Regions from separate parts of the Mus musculus genome. Here regions 2, 3, 4 and 5 are each linked to region 1. A link is a contact called in public promoter capture Hi-C data. All regions are on one chromosome and are shown on one strand. The core of a region is the stretch at or near the end of the contact, and the rest is flanking DNA. Distances in the headings are between cores, read along the strand shown. Region 1 holds the start of Slc11a2 (solute carrier family 11 (proton-coupled divalent metal ion transporters), member 2). Region 2 holds the start of 4930578M01Rik (RIKEN cDNA 4930578M01 gene). Region 3 holds the start of Prkag1 (protein kinase, AMP-activated, gamma 1 non-catalytic subunit). Region 4 holds the start of Kmt2d (lysine (K)-specific methyltransferase 2D). Region 5 holds the start of Tuba1c (tubulin, alpha 1C).

Region 1 (2,700 bases), core at 106-2,605:
GGCACATAAATGAAATCTCAGAAGAAAACTTTTAACTCAATTAATTTTTACTAATAACTAGGAGTGGCAGAAATACAATTCCTCCTTCTCATGGCCGGTCAAAGATGAAATTTGATTATGCTTTGAAGGGTGCGGTTTGAAATTTTTCCCTCAGTGTTGACCTACCTTAAGTGTTCTCTCTAGCCAAGGGGAGGCGTACTCCTCTGCATATATAGAGGCTGCGCTGCTCTGAAAAGCCAAACCAGTCCTGCACCATGGGGAAGAAGCAGCCAAGGGCGGCAGCAGCTGCTCCCAACTGTGAGCTAAGTAAGTGGCCACAGCCCAGGGACGCTGGCCAGCCGAGGAGCACACCTGGACGCTGACACAAACAGATCTCGCCCCTTTCTTTTCTAGATGCAGCGGAAGGTCCCAGAAGAAAGGTTCTGGGCTCGAAGGCATTTAAGAAGCCTTTCTCCAACGCCACGGATGAGCTGGAGAGGCGGCCAAGATTAATTTGTAGTTTCTCTTCTTTCAGGTGACGATTCTGTATGAAGAGCAGCAGCCCCAGCCAGGGGCCTTTCTGTTTGCTTTTGCTGTCATTTTTTTTTTTTTTTTAAAGTTTCCATCTTTAGGGTTTACCCTTTCTTCCTATCTCCGTTCTTACCAAATAATGAACATTTCTCCCGGCAGTTTCTATATGAAGAAAACAGGGCTGTCATCTATACTGTTGTAGGGGAAATCGAGAAGTCCTTTTCGGTGGCAACTTGGGGCGGGGGGTTGTCAGGTCATAAAACTGCGAAGAGGTGAGGCTGAGGCCGGGGATGGAGTGGGACTGTTTTGGGGGCAGGCAGGATAAAATGTGTGGAGAAGAGACAGAGCCAGGTGGGATCACTGTGAGTCTTGGGAGTAGGACGACGGGTGCAGCCGAACTGGCTCCACTGGTCGAAGTTTCTCGGTTCCTCCCAGGCGTGGGGTGTTCTTGGCGCGTCAGTGGGCACCGAGCAGTGGCTCAAGAAGCTAATAGGGACTGCCATGGCGCCTTAGGATCGAGTGTAGCTGTTTCTCGGAGTTATCATCTCTTAGGAGGAAAAAGGCGTGTAGCTGCCTAAAAGGAAGTGGCGGGAACTATGACAAAAATGTATATGTCCCGAGCATTCCGGGGATGGGAGTTGCCAATATAAGAACGCCGAAGGTTTGAACTGCGAGGACCGTGGCGCGCCCGGCGGAATCACGCCTCCGGATCAGCCCCGCCCCCGCTCAGGCCCCGCCCCCAGGCAGCTCGGATGGGCGGAGCCTCCGTTCCCGGTCCGCCGGCCACGCAATCCCGCAGCTGCAGGAGTCCAGCCAATCAGGAGAGGGGGGCTCCCGCCCGGCCGGCCAATCACGGGAGGGCAGGAGGTTGACTGGGTCGCCGCTGGCTCCTGGGATATGGAGTCGCCGGCGCGGCGTGTGTGGAGGTGGCGGAGCCGGTAAGCCGGGGTGCTGGCAGGGTCAGGGGTTACGGCGGCCCGCTGTGCGCGGGCGTGCGAGGGGGCTCGGACGGCGACCTACGGGGCTGGAGCAGCCTGCGGGGAGGGCGCAGCGGCGAGCCCGGGGAGGGAACCCGGTATCCCGAGGAGACCGGGAGGGCTCCCGGCTCAGCATAGGCGCCGACGATCACGGGCCTCGGCTCTTCACCGCCACCCGGGACACCGGACCACCCTTCCGCGGCCGGCCGGCCGGGGGGTGCGACCGCAGTGCCCTCCCGGAGCCCCGGGTGCCCTGCAGCGCAGCGCCCTGTCAGCCCAGCGGCTGCGGGAGCTGCGCGGTCTGCCCGAAGGCCTCAGGCCTCGCGGTTGAGTGCTGCTCGGTTGTCCGGCTGTGTGTGCAGCCTGGGACCCTGCGCCTTCCAAGGCCTCGTTCAGGGACACTTGCACGCGATGGATACTCCCCTTCTCAGCGGCGTCCTAGGCCGGGTAGTTTGCAAACTCATTTGTTTGATATTCCACCTTTGGATTCTTTGTCCGTTTCTTGGATACATCATATTTGGAAGGGCATCCTCAGAAGTAGAGTTTCCGCTGTATAAAATGGAGACACTCGGTTATCCCTTGGTTTTCAACGGTGTGATTTAAGGCAGCAAAAGCAAAATATGGGAGAAGAGCTGGTGAGGGCCGGTGGGCATCCGAGAGCTTCCATGTGACCCGTGGGGAAACCACGGGAAACTGTCCACGTTGTCCACCGTGGCATTCTCCACCCTGACCAAGTCTCCTTACTTCTTGGCTGTGTTAACTTTTGGTTCAGGCTCCTTAAGCTTTCCTGCGGTCCACACTTAAAGGTGGGGTGGGGGGATGGGGTGGTGGTGGTGGTGGTGGTGAAGGTTGGGTCTGTCAGGGCTGTTGGTGTTGTTAGTTAATACAGGTAAAGTGCTTAGGGCAGTCTCCTGCTGACCGGTATTTTTTTTTTTTAAATTACTGCTTGCTTGTGCCTGCTGTTTCCTTAAAGACTTTAACCTTCTCAGTAGTCTTTGCCCTGAGTCCCCTGGGCTATTGCCAAAGGTCCTCCAGGCAAGGCTTTCTAGCCATACTGTTAGTCTGCAAGTGCATCTAATTACAGGTGAAGAGATGCAAGGTGCTGACAGTACCTTCTTACTCTTTGTCTTTTTGAGACTAGATCTGGCTACCTCTCGTTAACTGGCCTTGAACTTGCAGTGTAGACCAAATTGTCCTCTAGCTTACAGTGATC
Region 2 (2,748 bases), core at 89-2,588, 1.4 Mb after region 1:
ATCAGGCTTGTTTCATGTCTAGTACTGCTCATTGCTCGTGTGTGTTTTGGTTCCTACTAAATTTCATCTGCCCGCTAAGTATCCGCTTGTATTGTGTTTAGAACAATGGAATATTTGTGTGCTTCTGTGAGAGCTACACAGCAGGAGACTGGCTGCCCGCAGCTGCCCCAGCCCTCAGACAGCCCTGAGACCAGCCTGGTTAGCCCTCCTGGAGACCCTTCAAAGGCTCCCTTTCACATTCGAGGCTCAGCTAGAACAAATAAGCAGATGTCACCGGCTTATCTTTACGTTTGTAAGTTTAAAAAAAAAAGTTGATAAAATTTTTCATAATATTTGAAAAAAATATTAATATTCACAAATTGTGAATATTCATAATTCTGCCTTGTGTTGGTTGATGGCAGCTACCCCTACAGTGGGCATTAGCAAAGCTTTTAATCTCGGGGTTCGAAGTTCCCAAAATATGTTACCTCATATTTTAAAGAACCTCGATTTAAAAATCATAAGCGCTTTTGGGGACAAGATCTGTTTTGCACTTCATATTTTCCACACATACGTCGAGGCTTTAGACATGCAGCAGATATCCATGGAGTTCATGAGTATTAGCTAGATGCTCTGGCACACGATGGTAATCCCAGCACTCAGGAGGCAGAAGCAGGAGGTTCAGGAGTTCAAAGACAGCTCCCACCCCCACCCCCACCCCCATCCTTGAAGGTCTCAAAAGAAATAAAGCAACTAAGAAAAGCATTAAAGAGACAGCGAATGTGAGCTCATGCCAAGTTTAGGCCACACCATCGGCACAGTACAATAACGCAACATCATTTACTCCAAAAATACCCTAAGTGCTTTCCAGTCATAGATTATCTCATTTAGAAACTCAGGCTGCGGGGCTGGAGAGATGGCTCAGCGGTTGAGAGCACTGACTGCTCTTCCAGAGGACCTGATTTCAAATCCCAGCAACCACATGGTGGCTCACAACCATCTGTAAAGGGACCTGGTGTTTCTGAAGACAGCTACAGTGTACTCATATAAATAAAATATATAAATTAAAAAAAGAAAGAAAGAAACTCAGGCCGCGTCACAGGTGCGGCTGTGAGGGTTAAAGGGGGCTGCACTTGGAAAAGACCAGATGTCACTATCACCCTTTTTTTTTTTTTTTTTGGTTTTTCTGTATAGCCCTGGCTATCACCCTATTTTATATGTGACAAAGCTCACTCACACAAGAAACACCGCTAATCAACAGTCTTCCCGGCTGGCATTCTCCAGTTTTGTTACTGTTGTTTCTGTTTTGTTTTGGACAGAGTCTCCCGGTGTGGGACAGACTGGCTTCTTCAGTCTCCCAAGGGTTTGGGTCACAGCTGTGCATCCCCGTGTCCATCCTCCGGGACTTTCCAGGCTACCAACCACACCCATAGCTCCATTCCTTAACCACCCTCCCTCGAGCCACAGTGACGTGCTTCCTCTGAAAGACCATCCCAGAAGTGAAAGCGCTCAGTACACCAGGTTTGCGATTCGTTCCCTGGGCTACCTCACTTCGTGTTTACAACATCGCCTTTGTGAGTCGGCCACTAATACCTCAGGTGTAAGGAATAAAGGACTGGAGAGTGGGGGTTAACCACCCGGAGGCAGGGGGCTAACGATAAACGGTGAGAACACAGCGCGCCTGCGCTGGGTCTCTGCGCTTACCGTGCTGCTATGGGCCGCCTGCTTCTCTAGTTCCTCTGTGTTGTTAGTAACACTCCAGTCAGCCATAACGCGTGTGCCTGTTTCAACCCGCCCCGTGAATACAAACCCAGTTAGATGTTGGCTTGTGCCATGAAGTCATTTCAAGAGCTGAGTGAAAACAAGGGAAAGGTTCTGATGCTAGCCGCATCAGCTGGGAGGAAGAGGCAGAAACGTTTAAAAGGAGCTCCACAGGGCACAGAGAGGAAAAGGACAGACAAGTCAAACAGAAAATACAGCATGGCGCGGTTCCTGTTTCTAAAAGTCACACAAAACAAATGACACACTTATACACATACATCCGTGAAGACCGAAGGAGAAATGTTGGTAACATTGGCTCTCTGGACCGGGGCCTGGCTTAAAGTGACAGAGTAGTGACATTTTATAAGATAGTTTATTAACATAATGGGTATGTAAGAGAAAGAAGAACTGGGCGGGGGCAGAGACGTTGTCAGAAAATAAAAGATCAGAATAAATAAATCTAATAAACATTTAAAAAAAAGAAAAAGAAAATAAAAGATTACCCCCTTGCTGTAAAGGTTGTGGCAGGAACACACTAGGCTAAAGCCACTGGTCTGTGTCCATAGAGACAGACAGATGTCGGCTTAACCTCTCATCGTGAATTCGATGGTTTTCAATATTTAATATTTCTTACTTCTACCAAAAAGGTTCTCACATTGTGGCTCTCGGAACTGGACCAGCCTGGGCGGGGGAGGGGAGGTATCGGCTGTGTTTCTTTGTGTTGTTGGACTAATTTCCTTATCTACCAAGAGGAGAGGCTAGAAAGAGACAGGCTCCAGAGAGTGGTGTGAGGATTAAATGAGAGAATAAATGGACAATAACTCAGGCCACAGGGACATGTGGGCCCCAGCCCTCCCACTTCACCTGATCTCTAACTTTATCTTTAAGATAATTAAATGTCCCTCTCTGAGAACTTTTGTTGTTCATTACTAATGGCCTACATCAACGCCAAATTAAACGAATAAAGCCTTGGAAATTTGGTATAATAGCTTGACAGACAGGCTTCAT
Region 3 (2,700 bases), core at 47-2,546, 1.6 Mb after region 1:
GGCCTCAGACCCCTCTCTGGTGGAGCGAGGGGATGAAATGACGCTTCTATGCAGTTCTCTCCTAGGGGCTGTGGGCAGAGGGCATTTTGTAATTACTATTTTCAAGAATCAGATTATCTGGATTGTAGAGATGGGCTGGATGGTGGCAAATGGGCAGGCCTGCTGGAGGGGTAGGGCGGTTGCTGTTGTGATTTTAGGTTTTTGTTTTGTTTTAAATTTGGGGGATTGTGGATTGATGGGGGTAGGGAGATTTTTGGGTTTTTTTTTTTTTTTTTTTTTTTTTTCTGGCCTTTTTTTTTTCTTTTCTTTTCTTTTTTTTTTTTTTAAAGCTGCTTCCTCAACTGTTTCAAGCTGCAAATGTTTGAGAATAACAACTCCCCCACACTCCCACGGAAACCATTGTAATTAGACTAGACAGTGGGAACCTGGGCTTGCTGTCCCCAAAGCCACAGAGCTGAACGGTCTAGGCATTAGGTGGGGGAGATGGTCTCCTGTGAGTCAGGCTCTGGTTGGGGTTTGGGCCCTAGAACTGGGAAAGGAGAAGGGGCAGACTTTGTAAGCATATGCTAGGTATCCGATAGTCCTGTAGAATTTAGTGAAGAAACCTTATACAGTTTTTAATTTTTATATAAACTATAACTCAGACCCACGCTACAAGGTTGGAATTTTGGTTGTTGTTGGTTTTTTTTTTTTTTTTAAAGTACCCTGCCTGTATAATTGCATCAGAATCCCACCCCCAACCCCGCCCCCTGTGTTTGTATTTTGGGTTGGTTTACACTTGCACTCAATTTTCAGTTTCTCCCTTTTTACCTTCTACCTTCACCTCCAGGACCCTCCCCCTTTAAAAAAAAATAAATCGCTGACAAGTGTGAACCCGTGAAGAACTTTCTTTTGTGTTGTGTGTATCCTGTACAGCAAGGTTGGTCCTTCGTGACAACGGATGAAATGGTTCCCTTTTTTAAAGCGCTCTCTCTTCCTCCACCCCCAGCGCCCCTGTCCTTGGCATGTTTTGTATCAGCGATCATTCTGAACTGTACATAATTTATGTTGCGAGAGGCAAAGGGCAAGTTTTGGATTTTGCTTCTTCAAAGTTTGTTTTTAAACGATAAATAAAAAAAGAACATTTTAAATACAAGTGCCTCTGTCCCATGACCCTCGCCGTTGGCCAGATCTTAAGGTCCTGGAGAGCTGGGAGAGGAAGGTTACCCAATAAACCAGGCTCAGCCACCGCCGGAAGGGTGGGTTCCCCGCCTTCCGCCCTGCGGCTGGGGTCTGACGTAGGCGGAAGTGGTGCGCGGCACCGGATGTGGGGCGGGGTCTGGCGCCAGGGAGCTTTCCAAGCTGAGGAACTGGCGGGCGCTAGCAATGGAGTCGGTGAGTGGCGCAGGAGGGCGGCGGGGGGCGCTGTGGAGCCGGAGACCCCCCGCTAGGAGCCGGGGAAGGCCGGCCCGGCTTGGCGCTGGAGTCCGGGACTCCCCTTCCTCTGCTCGGGTGGGCGCCTCTCCTAGGTCTGGGCCACACCCGTGCCCGCCCGCCCGCCCGCCCGCCAGGGGTCCGCGGTACCCTGAGAGATAGGGAGCGGGTTGTGAGCTTGGAGCCCCCTGCCCATGAGTGCCTCAAGTCCTTTCCGAAGTTTGCATGAGAGCGGGGTTGTGATCCCGCGTATTAGGTGAGCGAGCCCGGCTTGCAGGGAGCTCCAGGACCCCGTTTGTGCGATTGCTTAAGCAATTGTTGGCATCCTGCGAGGTTCCATTCCTTTACTAAGCCCGAGAATTGAATTTTCCGCGAAGGAAGGAATCCAGGAGGCCACTGTGTCCCCTGGACAAGTTTAGGTCGTGTCCTGATCAGTGACGCTGTGCATGCGTGTTGACAGCTCGTTCTTGGCGAGCACCGTCGGCTCGGCTCTTTACAGATGCGGTAGGTTTATCTGCTACTTACTTGTTTGACCGACCTCATTCGCAGGAGCTTTCTCTGCCACTCCGAAGGCCCTCCCATCGACTTCCTGCTCCGTAGTTTTTAACCGAGTATCTTCTGAGGGCAGCTTGGGGTTTGTCTTCCCCCACCATATATCCATGTAATACTTGCAGGTTCGCTCTTCTTAGAATTGCGTTTTCTTTGAGTCAGTTACTTGGCCTGGAGTAAATTCTCTCCCCCTCCCCCCCCCCCCGCCCCTTTGTGTGCAGAGGAATAGTGTAACTTAGTTTATAAAGAAGGAAGGATAAAGTGGTAAAATGGTATGCAGGTGGTCCTCTAACCAAGGATTTTGTTTTTCTACAGAGAAAGCATTCTCAGCAAAAGTAGTTTGATTACATTAAATTTAAAACAACACGTTTCTAACTTGTAAATGTATTATTTACATTATAAGTGAACTGTGAGTATATAGTTCTAAAGCAACTTTTCTCTATATTTACGAATTTAGCCCTTTGCTTTATATATACTGGAGTACAGAGAGACAGAGATGAGAGGTACCGGGAAGGCTGTTAGTTAAGGTAGACTGTAGTAAGTACTGTCCTTAGGGCTTTTTTTTTTTCCCCTCCCCTGAGACAGGGTTTCTCTGGGTAGCCCTGGCAGCTGTCCTGGAACTCACTCTGTAGACCAGGCTGGCCTCAGAACTCAGAAATCCGCCTGCCTCTGCCTTCAAGTGCTGGGATTAAAGGTGTCCTTAGGATACAGACACCTGACTAAAGGAAGGAGAAATTA
Region 4 (2,700 bases), core at 186-2,685, 1.6 Mb after region 1:
CGTCCAGCTTTCTTCCGGCCCCCAAACGTGGCAAGAACCCACCCTTTGCAGCGCCAGGCACGGTGCCTCACTTTCTCCATTTGCGGACTCCAGTTCCCAGGATGCAGAGCTGCGGCCAATCTCCAGGCTCTCTTTTCACCCCCCACCCCCCCTTGGCAAAGATTGTCCCCCAGCCAAAGAAAGGAGTTCCAAGGGTCAGTGACTTTAGGGAACAGAATTAAAAAGTGGCCAGAATCCTAGCTTTACCACCCAGAAGGTAAAGGAGGCAGCTCCTGGGCCGTGGCGAAGAAGAGGGGGGCTTTATTCCCACGTGTCTGCCCGGCGGCCAGCCTGGCGCAGTCGGGGTTAATCTGCAGCGGAGGGATCCCGGAGCGTGTGCGTAGAACTGCAGAGTCACAGCCTTTCCTCCAAGAGGGCTGTACCCCTCCGCCGCCCCGCTCCAACACAAAATAGGGCCTCCTCTTCTCCTTTCTCCCCTTCTCGAGTGGGGTTCCCCAGGCAAAAGGGCCCCCTGGATCTCGCGCCGGACGCTCCACGAGTCTCTACGATCGCTGCCCAGCTCCAAGGCGAGGAAAGAGCCTCTTCGCAGGAACCACCCTACCGGCCGAGCAGGAGGCGGAGGGGGGAGGCGGAGCGGCGCCGCGCTGCACTACTTTCCTCTCCGGTTGCAAATGGCTGCCTCGTTCCCCACTTTCCGCTCAGTTTCCTGACCCCCCGGCGCCGGGAGCCGGGGTTGGACCATGCACCTCTAGACCCCCCGCGATCAGTGCCTGCCGGGGGTCTAGGGGGTGCCGCTGACCACAGGCGGCCAGGCCGGGGGCGGGGCAGCTCCCGAGGCCAGAGGGGAAGGGAGGCGAGCGCTGGGCCTGGAGCGGCCGGAGGGGAGCGGGCAGAGGGCTCGCACCGCCCGCCCCTTCCTCTTCCTCGCCCACCAACCCTCCTCCCTTCCCCGGGGGGAGCAGAAGGTGGGGGGCTCGAAGCCGCCGAGGGGGGACGCTCGGGGTCGCGGAGCCCGGCGCTGGGTGTGTGTCAGGTTCGGCCCCGCCGGCTCCGCGTCGCCGTAGCTCGCGCGGCCCCGGGGCGCCGGCCCGGCGGGGAGAGGGGCTCGGCGCGGCTGCGAGGGGCTCACGTTCCATCCGGGCCCGGCGCGCGGCGCGGCGCGGCGCGGCATTCCTTCCGGGCTGCTGGGGAGGCGCCTCGACGTTCCATCTGGAGAGCCTCGACGTTCCGCCCGAGCCCGGCGCGGGCGGCCGGGGCGCTGGCCGGGCCCTAGGACTGAGAGGCCGCCCCGCGACGCGGATGCGGAGCCTGCTCGCCCAAGATCAAAGCCACCGGTGCTCTCTTTGTGTCCGCTCGGGATTCGCCGCCCTGGGGCTGTTCATGGAAACCTAAACTGCTGGAACCTGAGGCAGAGAACCCCTGTTGGATTTTTGCTTTTTTTTTTTTTTTTTTTTTTAAACCCCCGGGGGAAGGGTGACCACTCCGACCTGGATTTACCGTTCTTGGTCTCCCTAAGCCCCCCCGAGTGGGGGGCGGCTGTGCTCGCTCTGGCGGTTGGAGGTCGGGGAGCGGCCCGGGCTCTGGCCATGTTCTCGGATGAGGATTTCTGGATCGCCCTGTGAAGAGGTGAGTGAAGTCCGCCCGGCCTGGGCCCAGAAAGGGTTGGACTAGGGGCACAGCCAGATGGACTATCTTGGCCGGTGGCTGGCCTTTAGGTTGGAGAAAGGGGTGCCAGAGCTGGGGAGGGTTCCTTTGGCAGGGTCTGTCAAGGGAATCTGAGCCAGTTGCCACGGCAGAACCGAGGCCTGGTTTCTTGGGGTGTGCCTCTTTAAAGATTGGGGGTTCAGGGAACTACAGGAGTTTGGGAACATGTCCAGATAGCCTCTCTGCCTGTTTATTTTTGTGTTGAGGGAGTTCGACCAAACTAGGACCCAGGCCCTGATGCCAACACCAATCCCAGGCTGTTGTCCCCCACCCCCACCCCCAGGGTTCCTTGGGACAGAGCAACTTGGTGGGGGGATGCCACTGCCAGGTCCCACATACTGCCAGATTGGACTTTAATGTTGTTCCTACCTACCTGGGCACCCAAAACAATCCGTGGGAAACTCAAGGAGCCCTGAGTCCTTCACCCGGGAGGTGGGGGGGGGGGGGGAGGGTGGGTGGAAACTGGTGCGATGAAGAGGGGAGCTGGGGCATGAAGGAGGTGGGGCTGGGGCAGCTCTGCCCCTGCTGTTCAACTTAACTACTCTGCCTGGCAAAGTGACCCCAGCAAGGCCTAGTGGTGTCTTAGCCTGCTTCGTTTCCCCTCCTCTTGGGATGGACATAATCTCCGGGGGATTATAGAGGAGGCCGTTGAGATCTGTTCTCTACGAATGTGGGCTGCAAAAAAATGGCTTTTGTCTCTTGCTTTCTCTGGGCCTAGTGTAGAGTTAGCTGCCCATGAGTCCCTGGCCAATCCTGAAAGCCCCCGCCAGATCTCTACAATGCTTTTCTGGCTACGGAATGGTAAATAGTTCTCAGGTGCTGCCCCGGCTCTGCAGAGTAGGCTAGCTTGTGCCTCTTTGATGGAGAAATGACTTTATTTGTGCTCTTTTCTGCTGGAAGCCAGTGTTTCCAGCCCTGGTAGGAGGTGCTGGGGAGAAGGGGTGTGTATCTACAGCAGGAAGGGTGCAGCATGAGCCTCCCGCCTCAGCCTCTGGG
Region 5 (2,700 bases), core at 53-2,552, 1.4 Mb after region 1:
GTGAGTTCTATTACAGCCAGAGCTACAAAGAAACCCTTTATCGAAGGAAGGAAGGAAGGAAGGAAGGAAGGAAGGAAGGAAGGAAGGAAGGAGAGAGAGAGAGGGGGGGGAGAGGGGAAGGGAGAGAAAAAAACCCGCTGTTGGTAGTTTACTCTAGCTTTAAATTGAAAAAAAAATTTTTTACGGACATTTTTTCTTAACTGGGCTAAATATAAATATGCCGTTGAAGTAACACTAAAAACTAGGCTGGCTTAGGGGATCTGACGCCAATTATTCCCTCCTACGGAGGAGCTCGCCTTCTCAGGTGCACAGCTGCAGCTGGAAGGGCCGGGGACTGGCCACAGGTGACTCAGCAGCGAGTCACAGGGCGTGGAGACGGTGCCCGGAAGTATTTGCTCAGTCCTGTCCAGAGCGCACGAGGTCCTCTGGGCTATCCCAGCTGGGAGAGCGACATCATTTGAGGAAAATGGAGACCTTTGAGTTTCTCCAAACTCTCGTGATCATTGTGAAAGTTCCCTGCCTTTCCGGGAGCGACCGGCGGCCGAGACGGGATGCTCTCCCAGGAGGATCGAGACAGAGGATCGGGACGAGCCCTCCAGCCCAAAGCGACACTAGTTTAGTGGACTAGGCTCTCACACCCCAAACGCCAGAAGCCAGTCTAACTGGAGGCGGCCGTCGTGGGGCTATTGCAGGTATCGTCTCCCGGGCAGCCCTCAGCTCCCGCGGTCCCTTCAGACGACCTCGCCGCTACCCCAAAGCCATACTCACCATATTTAGTCCTTGAAGTGGTCCGCGAAAACTGAGGAAGTGAAAAAGGGTGACGAAGATCTCCCACTAACAGACTACCAAGGAGTCCGGGGGAGAAGCTGTGTAAGGTCCGCCTCCAGGACAGGGCTTATATACCCTGGCCGGGCCACGCGTCGGGAGGGCGGACACCGGACCCCGCCCCGGGCCGCAGCGAAGCCGATGATTGGCGGGTTCGAAAGTTCAAATCAAACTCCGTAGAAGGAGCTGGAAGTGGGAAGGGGAGGAGACACCCAGGGTCCACGCCAGGGCCAGGTGGGGCGGGGAAGAAGGTGGGGAAGGCGATTGGAAGTTGGAGGACAGCGAGATCTTTGTGGAGCTCTGGCCGGAAGAAAGTCCCAGGTAGAGAGGGGGGCGGCCTGGCTCAGCCACCGGGGACTCACAGCTGATCGCCGCCGCACTTGTGGCTCGGTCGCCCCACCCAGGCCTTGGAGCCCGGAAGAGTGAGCCAGAGAGGTGACCCGGGGCTGCCGGCAGGGTGGTGACTGCGACAGCTTCAGGGGGCCAAGATGGAAACGCCCAGTCAACTTGACGGCACAGTGGGAGGGGTGGAGCTGAAGTTAGCTCAAGCCAAAGCCGGTTACAACATCACCAGGGTTGCAGCCCCTGAAGGCAATCTTTCCTAACCTAGGTCTCAGTTGCCTCCAATGGGTCCTAAGCACCTTACTCTTTACTCCCGCCTTCTAGAAGGCTAGCCCTCTCCTCCTTCCTCCCTTCTCCCCACCCTTCCCCCAAGTCCTGAGGATATTTGCCAGAGCATCCCGAGCGCCCTTTTATTTTCGAAGGCAGAGTCTGCCTCAGCTCCTCTTTAAGCAAACATTCCGAGTCTTAAGAGCCTTAAGAGGCACAAAATTATTCGGCCCATTATGAGAGGAACTCGTAACTCCCCCCCGCCCCCCAAGATGGGTCCCCGCTGCAGTGCTCAAGCTAAACCCAGGCGATCCACACTAATTCCTTTCTCTGCGTCTGTGGGATGCAGAGTTCACTCTGTAGTACCACATTCTCTCTGGCCCAAGAGCCCGGGGGCTCCTCTCCTCATTTTACAGTCAAGAGGAGAGGAGAGTTCGGGAAACAAAGCAGGCAAGTGTCTCCACCGCGGGAGACGTTGGACTTCCCTGCCCCACTGCCCTGCACTAGACAGACTTGTCTGAACAACTCCGCAAAGCAGATTTCTCAGAAGTGCCATTCAGTCCTGCTGAGGAGATAGACAGATCCCTGGGAAAGTTTAAGGAACTGGAGTGGTGTGCTTGCTTGTCCTCTTCATACTAAGGAGAGAGAGACAGGAAGAGCCTGGAGCTCACAGGCCAGCTGCTCTTGCAGTATCAGAGTTCAGTGAGGAACCTTGTCTCAAAAAAAAAAAAAAAAAAAAAAAAAAAAAAGGTGGAGAGTCATAGAGGAAGACGGAACATATTGACCTCTGGCCTATGCACGTACACAGAATCTCTCTCTCTCTCTCTCTCTCTCTCTCTCTCTCTCACACACACACACACACACACACACACACACACACACACAAATTAAAAAGCCGCCCTTATTTGAATGTGATGATGCATACCTGTATTTCAGCAGGCAGGGGACAAGACTGGCAAATTTGATCCAGGCTACTTTGTTTCAAATAGAAAAGACTAGAATGCCAGGGATGGCTGTGAAAAGTGGTACAATACAGGCAGACAAGATGGCTCAGTGGTAAGGTCATTTGCCACCAAGCCCGAGGAACTTGGGAGTTTGACTCCCAGGACCTATCCAGTGTAAGGAGAGAACCAACTGTAACTGATTAAATTATCTAATCTTTATACCAATAAAGTACCAGAGGCTTAAACTATGGTAAAGACCTGCTAGCTCAGCAAGGCAACTTTCTTTTCTTTTCTTTTTTTTCTTAACTACATACAAAATATC

What was found. Promoter capture Hi-C pulls out the DNA fragments that hold promoters and counts their contacts.
Region 2: a promoter capture Hi-C map of liver shows a contact between it and region 1, with 5 times the contacts expected there. The contact joins the promoter of 4930578M01Rik here to the promoter of Slc11a2 in region 1. A contact is called at or near these places in 3 of 39 promoter capture datasets (hippocampal neurons, liver and pre-B cells).
Region 3: a promoter capture Hi-C map of liver shows a contact between it and region 1, with 4 times the contacts expected there. The contact joins the promoter of Prkag1 here to the promoter of Slc11a2 in region 1. A contact is called at or near these places in 2 of 39 promoter capture datasets (liver and pre-B cells).
Region 4: a contact with region 1 is called in a promoter capture Hi-C map of pre-B cells, with 5 times the contacts expected there. The contact joins the promoter of Kmt2d here to the promoter of Slc11a2 in region 1. A contact is called at or near these places in 3 of 39 promoter capture datasets (liver and pre-B cells) and 2 of 115 datasets of contacts at active chromatin or transcription factors (cardiomyocytes and pancreatic cancer cells).
Region 5: a contact with region 1 is called in a promoter capture Hi-C map of liver, with 5 times the contacts expected there. The contact joins the promoter of Tuba1c here to the promoter of Slc11a2 in region 1. A contact is called at or near these places in 2 of 39 promoter capture datasets (liver and pre-B cells).

Annotation. Positions count from the first base shown.
Region 1 is chr15:100,421,710-100,424,409 of GRCm38.p6, reverse strand. Slc11a2 (solute carrier family 11 (proton-coupled divalent metal ion transporters), member 2) reads left to right here and starts at 1,355. Exons shown (of 17, transcript NM_008732.2): 1 at 1,355-1,448. It overlaps Gm5475 (predicted gene 5475), which reads right to left and starts at 1,217. Exons shown (of 3, transcript NR_040351.1): 1 at 166-1,217.
Region 2 is chr15:98,984,555-98,987,302 of GRCm38.p6, reverse strand. 4930578M01Rik (RIKEN cDNA 4930578M01 gene) reads right to left here and starts at 1,338. Exons shown (of 4, transcript NR_045991.1): 1 at 1,217-1,338.
Region 3 is chr15:98,830,104-98,832,803 of GRCm38.p6, reverse strand. It overlaps Prkag1 (protein kinase, AMP-activated, gamma 1 non-catalytic subunit), which reads left to right and starts at 1,296. Exons shown (of 12, transcript NM_016781.2): 1 at 1,296-1,374. The coding sequence starts at 1,366. Kmt2d (lysine (K)-specific methyltransferase 2D) reads left to right here. Exons shown (of 55, transcript NM_001033276.3): 55 at 1-1,135.
Region 4 is chr15:98,869,940-98,872,639 of GRCm38.p6, reverse strand. It overlaps Kmt2d (lysine (K)-specific methyltransferase 2D), which reads left to right and starts at 1,435. Exons shown (of 55, transcript NM_001033276.3): 1 at 1,435-1,626.
Region 5 is chr15:99,028,493-99,031,192 of GRCm38.p6, reverse strand. Tuba1c (tubulin, alpha 1C) reads right to left here and starts at 1,302. Exons shown (of 4, transcript NM_009448.4): 1 at 769-1,302. The coding sequence starts at 771.